Linked DNA regions of Mus musculus: region 2 is linked to region 1. A link is a contact called in public promoter capture Hi-C data. All regions are on one chromosome and are shown on one strand. Each heading gives the region's core, a stretch centred on a gene start, on an enhancer-like site or on the middle of the called end of the contact. The rest is flanking DNA. Distances are from core to core; before and after follow the strand shown.

Evidence for each region. Promoter capture Hi-C pulls out the DNA fragments that hold promoters and counts their contacts.
Region 2: a contact with region 1 is called in a promoter capture Hi-C map of trophoblast stem cells, with 4 times the contacts expected there. The contact joins two enhancer-like sites. A contact is called at or near these places in 11 of 39 promoter capture datasets (the 3T3-L1 cell line, HPC-7-derived erythroid cells, embryonic stem cells and 5 more), 4 of 484 Hi-C or Micro-C datasets (embryonic stem cells, nephron progenitors and pre-B cells) and 9 of 115 datasets of contacts at active chromatin or transcription factors (the NIH/3T3 cell line, bone marrow-derived macrophages, differentiating embryonic stem cells and 6 more).

Annotation. Positions count from the first base shown.
Region 1 is chr19:37,702,613-37,705,444 of GRCm38.p6, forward strand. No RefSeq gene overlaps it. Among named protein-coding and RNA genes, the nearest start is that of Cyp26a1, 6.2 kb to the left of the region's middle. Within about 2 kb of position 1,464, at least 20 of the 459 cell types and tissues checked have an H3K27ac peak or open chromatin away from gene starts, as enhancers often do. A contact at or near this core is called in trophoblast stem cells, where this site is marked.
Region 2 is chr19:37,808,537-37,811,625 of GRCm38.p6, forward strand. No RefSeq gene overlaps it. Among named protein-coding and RNA genes, the nearest start is that of Cyp26a1, 110 kb to the left of the region's middle. Within about 2 kb of position 1,360, at least 6 of the 459 cell types and tissues checked have an H3K27ac peak or open chromatin away from gene starts, as enhancers often do. A contact at or near this core is called in trophoblast stem cells, where this site is marked.

The DNA.
Region 1 (2,832 bases), core at 214-2,713:
GAGGTTAGCCACGGTGACTGGCTTATGCAAGCACATTCCCCCGTTTTGAAATGGCACAACCTGCTCGCTGGAACCTCTGGACGGCTTGTAGGTTTTGGACTTTAAAATTTTCATTACAATTTGAGAATTTGGCAATGTCACGGGAACCGGGTGGTCTGAAATAGGTGTTTGAACAGCTTTCGGTCCATAGTTAGACTTGCGCAATCTACCTGACTTTAGCGTTTGGGTAGAACATGAGTTGTTCTTGTTGTTGGATACTTCTGCTATTTCGAGAGCTTATTGAGTAACCCACAATGCAATGCTACAACATAAAGAAAGGAGACAAGTGGCCAAAGCTTCCGGACTCTATACTGTGAAAATGGAGCCCTTCCTCTGCAGAATGTCTGCCCGAGATCTTTGCAGATAGATTGAGCCAGCCTGGGGTGGGGGGTGGGGTGGGACATCAACAATCACAGAAAAACTTATACAAGGTCATTTTAGGGAGGTTTCGACACTATGCACTTTATTGAAGGGTGATTGGCTTTTAACAGCAGTGTCTTTGGTTACAGGAGGACTGTGAATCTCCATGAGCCGAGTTCTGTAGGAAACTCGAGCCATTTTAACATATAACTCAACTTCTTAAAAGCCACCTGAAGTTTTCTTCCCCTCTGGAGAGCTCATGGTTTTCTTCTCAACCTTTAGCTCAGTTATATCATCCAGGATCCACCTCAAAGATACATCCCCAGTGCGCTCTCTGATAATGCAGAGGGTGTTGAGTGAAGGCAGTGAGGTGCGTGGTATGAGACTGACTGAACGGACATAAGTGAGCCTGGGTCACACGTACCTGGGACAGGTTTGTTTATGGTACCAGTACCTGTGGGTCAGTACCCATGCGATGGAGAAATGAGGTAGCCTTGGCTAAAGCTGTGGAAAGAGGGCCATGGCTGTAGGAAACAAGCCCTCGGGACTCCCAGAGCTCCCTATGGTGATGGGAGCCTACAATCACTGTGTCGGTAGGTGGGCTCGCCACACTGGGCTGGAGTCCGCTGCCTCCTTCCTGTGGTGTTTGGCCTTGTCAATTCCTGTGCCTTTGTCTTCAGTCAGAGGTGTGGTGTCGCCCACCACACAGATCATTATCAGGACAGGGATGTGAAGGGAAGGGCTTCTTCCACATTCCGAAAGACTGTAGTCTTAGCAGGCTGGAGACCTAGAGGAGACACACCAGGAGTTTTGGAATCAGAAAAGACTTCCTGATGCCTCTTCTGCCCACCTCCACCCCTTTTCTAACACTTACCTATTATCTTTCCAAGGTTCTATAGCTGAGGGGTCACTATCTCCTAAATTTATCTTTCCTGCATCCTGTCACCTCTTCTGTCCCTGCCACAGTACAATTCCTTCATAAGCAACAGGTGAATTGGAGCTATGGGAGATTGCAGAGTTGGCTCCATCTTTCCTATCCCTTGTGGTGGTTTCAGGGCTTTTGCACCTTGCAAACCCCAAGATGTCCACAAGGGGGCGGGCTTCTCCCTTCTATGCCAAGCCCAGGGTACCTGTGACCGTGAAAGTTTTTCCACCAGTGACCATGAAATCTAAAGTTGACACATTCCGGTTCAAGGCTGCTTTGACCTCTAGATAGTGAGAAGCTGAAGACAACCCAATAACTTAGCTAGTACTCCACAAAAGGCCTGCCCCTCCCCCAAGAAGGGATCACATACTCCAGGTTTACCTAGACCATTACACAGTTCCAGAGGTAGTCAGCTGTGCACTCTGGATTTCCCACATTGTCCATATTTTAATCTATGCTATGTTACCCCAGTTTTCCAAGAAAACATAGGCAGCCTAATTAGTGTTTAGATGGCCTGAACTCAGTTCTGGAACCATCCCTTGAGAAAAAGCACTGTTGGAGCTGGAGAGAGAGCAAAGCCATTAAAAGCACGTTCCGCTCTTACAGAGGAGCCACGTGTGGTTTCCAGCACCCGCACTGGGCAGCTCACGACTGTCTGTAGCTCCCGCTCCAGCAGATCTGACAGTATCTTCTGACTTCCAAGGGTACCTGTGTTCTCTCTCTCTGTCTCTCTCTGTCTGTCTCTGTCTGTCTCTCTCTGTCTGTCTCTGTCTCTCTGTCTGTCTCTCTGTCTGTCTGTCTGTCTGTTTGTCTCTCTCTCTCTCTCTCTCTCTCTCTCTCTCTCTCTCTGTGTGTGTGTGTGTGTGTGTGTGTGTGTGTGTGTGTGTAGCTGGCATCCAACTCAGAGATCTGCCTGCCTCAGCCTCTGGAGTGCCCTAAAGGCAGTCACACCTGGCAAAATAAACTGAAATCTTAAGAAGAGAGAGAGGGCTGTGGATGTTAGAGGGGTAGTGGTGGCTCCTAAAAATCAACAGGTCAAAACTGTTGTAAATAACAGGTTCAGACCTGTCCTTCTGAACAGAGCATTTGCTTAGGAGGTGAGCCAGAGGAAGAGGTTACCAATACCGTGTGTGAAGGAGTAGCTAGAATTCTTTGGTGATGAAACCTGTGACCTTGGGGGCGGGGGTGGGAGCAAGCTCCTGGTCAGCAGGGGCATTCAAACGCAAGCTGGGTGGTGAAGATGGGTTAAATGGCTTTCCCATTCTCCTTCACAGCTAAACAGTGGCAAAGCTCCGACCGTTCATCCTGTATTAATTAGTTAGTTCCTCTGACACCTTCCTTCCTTCCTTTGAAATACACATTAATAACAGTCTTGGGAGACAGGTTCCCCTCCTCACTCTTCCTTCTAGCTCTTTCCGCAGTCCTCGCCTTAGGACTAGGTGAGATGGAGGTACAGAGGCACCTGGTACCCTGTGAGCTGTAGCGTTCAACTGCGATTTCTGGGTCTG
Region 2 (3,089 bases), core at 110-2,609, 110 kb after region 1:
AGTACTGATAAATGAATCTCAAAAACAGCCTTGACACTAGTTCAACATTCACACTATCCTATGTCCTCTCCTAAACAGCGTTACACAGGTACATCTCATGTAGCCCTCATGTTACATCCAAGGACACTTACTATGTACATCTAGATTATATTGCTGTTGAGTGTGGACTGCCTACACAGTCTGGTCCTTACCTGGGCTTATGATGCCTCCAGTGTTGTTTCCTATCGTGTGAAGAGTTTATGGTGTGTTTCTGCATGCTATAACTGTGTTTCCTGTATTAGTTGCTGAAGAGAGCTTCAGGACCAGCTACTTCAAGAACAGAAGCATGGCTTCTTTTCCCCTGTAAAAATCCTGAAGTAGGTGACACTTTGGCCACTGGCTACCCTCTACATGGTCACTCTCTCTATTTTTTTCTTCATATTCTCCTAGTAGGATTAGTATCATCAGACCAGAAGTGGCATGTACCCTGTTGTACCAAGAAGCATTCTTGAAGCCCAGAAGAGCAGTCTCTGATGTAATAGTATTAGGGTCTCTTTATTACAAGCTTGGGCTCTCCTCCAGCTCAGCCTTGACACAACAGGATAGGAAGGGAAGGCGGAGCAGCCTCGAACCCTCAGCAGGACAAGATTTTATAGGAAAATAAGAGCAAGTGAAGAGGGTGAGGGAGGGGGGTGTACAGTCTGGCAAGCATCTAATAGAATGACCATAAGCCATCAGGTAGGTGCTCTGGAGCAAGACCATACACCATCACAAACGGTCTGAAGTATATCTGAAACAATCAGACTAGTCTTTGATTAACTGTTACTAGGAAGTAGTTAGGGAGTAACTCTGGCCAAGGACAAGCTGTGAGGTCCTTTCTGGTACCTGGGTGCAGCTTGTGTTCTGCTGCAGGTCAACTTCTCAGGCTTTTTTTTTTTTTTCTTTAAGAGGGAGGCTGGTCCCAAGATGGAATAGATTTGGCCTCTCAATCCCTTCTTACTTCAGAAAAAATTTTGACATCTGGGCATATCTAACTTCAAAGGAGGCTGTATGGTAGGCAGTTAGAATCCTTGGTGGCAAGAAAGAGCTTTGACTGGACTTTACTGAAGGTTCATTGTGTTCTTAACGGTCATCCATAAGTACCTATAAACTATAAGAGAACAATGTCTGGGTCCTGTTTGCTCCTGCCCAGGCCTAATCACCTGCCGCAGAAATAACAAACTCCTGACCTTCTCTGCCGGCCCTACCTCATTTGGTATTTATGGCAGACATCACTAATCAACCATAGCACCTTTCCCTGCTGATCTTGGGTATGACTCAGAGTCCTTCGCAATACCATGGCCCTGGAAGCCATGACTGGTAAGCGGGAACTGACACGGGATCTGAATTCAACTAGCCCGTCCTGACTGCAGTCATACAAACACTGACCCGAGAAGAACGAACTGTAGTCATCTTCCTTCTGTGGCCAAGGAACCACGAACATCGTTTGCTGTTGCTGATTTTAAAATGTGTTTTTCAAATACTTTGACAGGCTTTCTTTGAAAAGGTCGAGTTCATTCCCCAGCTTGAATGCTGGCCACAGATGACTTATTTCTAACAAGCACGGTGTGGCAGAAGTCATCGTTTGTGGCTTCTTAGACCAGCGGTTCTCGACCTTCCTAATCTGCGACACATTAATACAGTTCCTCATATTGTGGTGACTCCCCCCCCCAACCATAAAATTATTTTGTCGCTACTTCATAACTGTAATGTTGCTACTGTTGCCGGTCATAATGTAAATATCTGACATAGGACCCAAAGGGGCCATGACCCACAGGTTGAGAACCATTGTCTTAGCTCCTCATGAAAAGAATGCACATCTCTCATTTTTAAAATTCTTACTCTGGGAAGGGCCAGCTGCCATGTCCTGAGGACACTAAAGCAGCCTTGTGACATTCATGAGGAGAAGAACTGAGGTTCCTGTCAACAATCAACCATGTGACTGAGCTGCTGTGGAATCAGATCCACCAGCCTTCAAGCCTTCAGAGGACGCAGCCCCAGATAGCACCTGATTGTGACTTTATGAAAGACCCCAAGTCAGAATGGCTTACTGAGCTGTCCCCCACCTGCAAACCTCCATCCATAGGAACATGAGAGAATAACAAATGGTTATTACTACTTTAAAACACACAGTCTTGGGGACATGCTATGTAACAAATAATATAGACAGATAAATACAACATGTGCTTTGTTAGAACCGGAGCCCAAAGCTTGGACAGTGTCAAGAGTCTGGGAGGAGGTATGGGATGACAATGTTACGCTTTTGCTTGGCTGTTGGGTGGCTACAGAGAGAACTGTGTCTGACTGGGACTGTGCTGGCAATGAGCCCATCTTTATTAGCTTACTAAAAAATAGATTTGATATCTAAGGAAACACAAAGGGATACACAGGAGGAAGAAGTGCCGGTCGTGTGCCTTCTACCACCAGCTAGGTCACAAGAACAGCATAGACTCAAAATTTCTCTTTTTGACTCCAACACATCTACCATACTATACTCTTAACCCACCTTTCCACGTGGTAGGTCTCGTGGTATTGCTCCTGAAATAGCCACTCCTCCAAAGTACTGTCTGGAGATCCTAGTCACCACCTCTTACTGTGGGGGCTTCCGTTTTCCATTCTGATCATTCAGTAGACTCCACCTGGGGGATGGGGATAAACCTGCTTTCCCACCAGCCTCTCTCCTATAGGGAAGGGTTCATGACCTGGAGCTGTGTTATATATGAACATGCATTCCTTAGTACTCTTTAGGAGGCAAATTATTGACACATTTGTACTCCCTGTGTGTGGGTGGGTATGCATGTGCTGTGGAGGCCAAAGCCACTTCTGATAGCATCCTTGATCACTTTTCACTTTTCTTAATTAACAGTTAATTAATGAATTAACTAACTTTTCAGACGAGGTCACACTGTGTAGCCCCTGGCTGGCCTGGAATTTACTATGTCGACTAGGCTGGTCTTGAAATTGCGGTAATGTTCCTAACTCTGTCTCCTGAGTGCTGGGATTAAAGGCACACACCCTGATTCCTCAAATCCATCTTCTTGTTTGTTTTTAGTGATTTGTTGTTTTGAGTT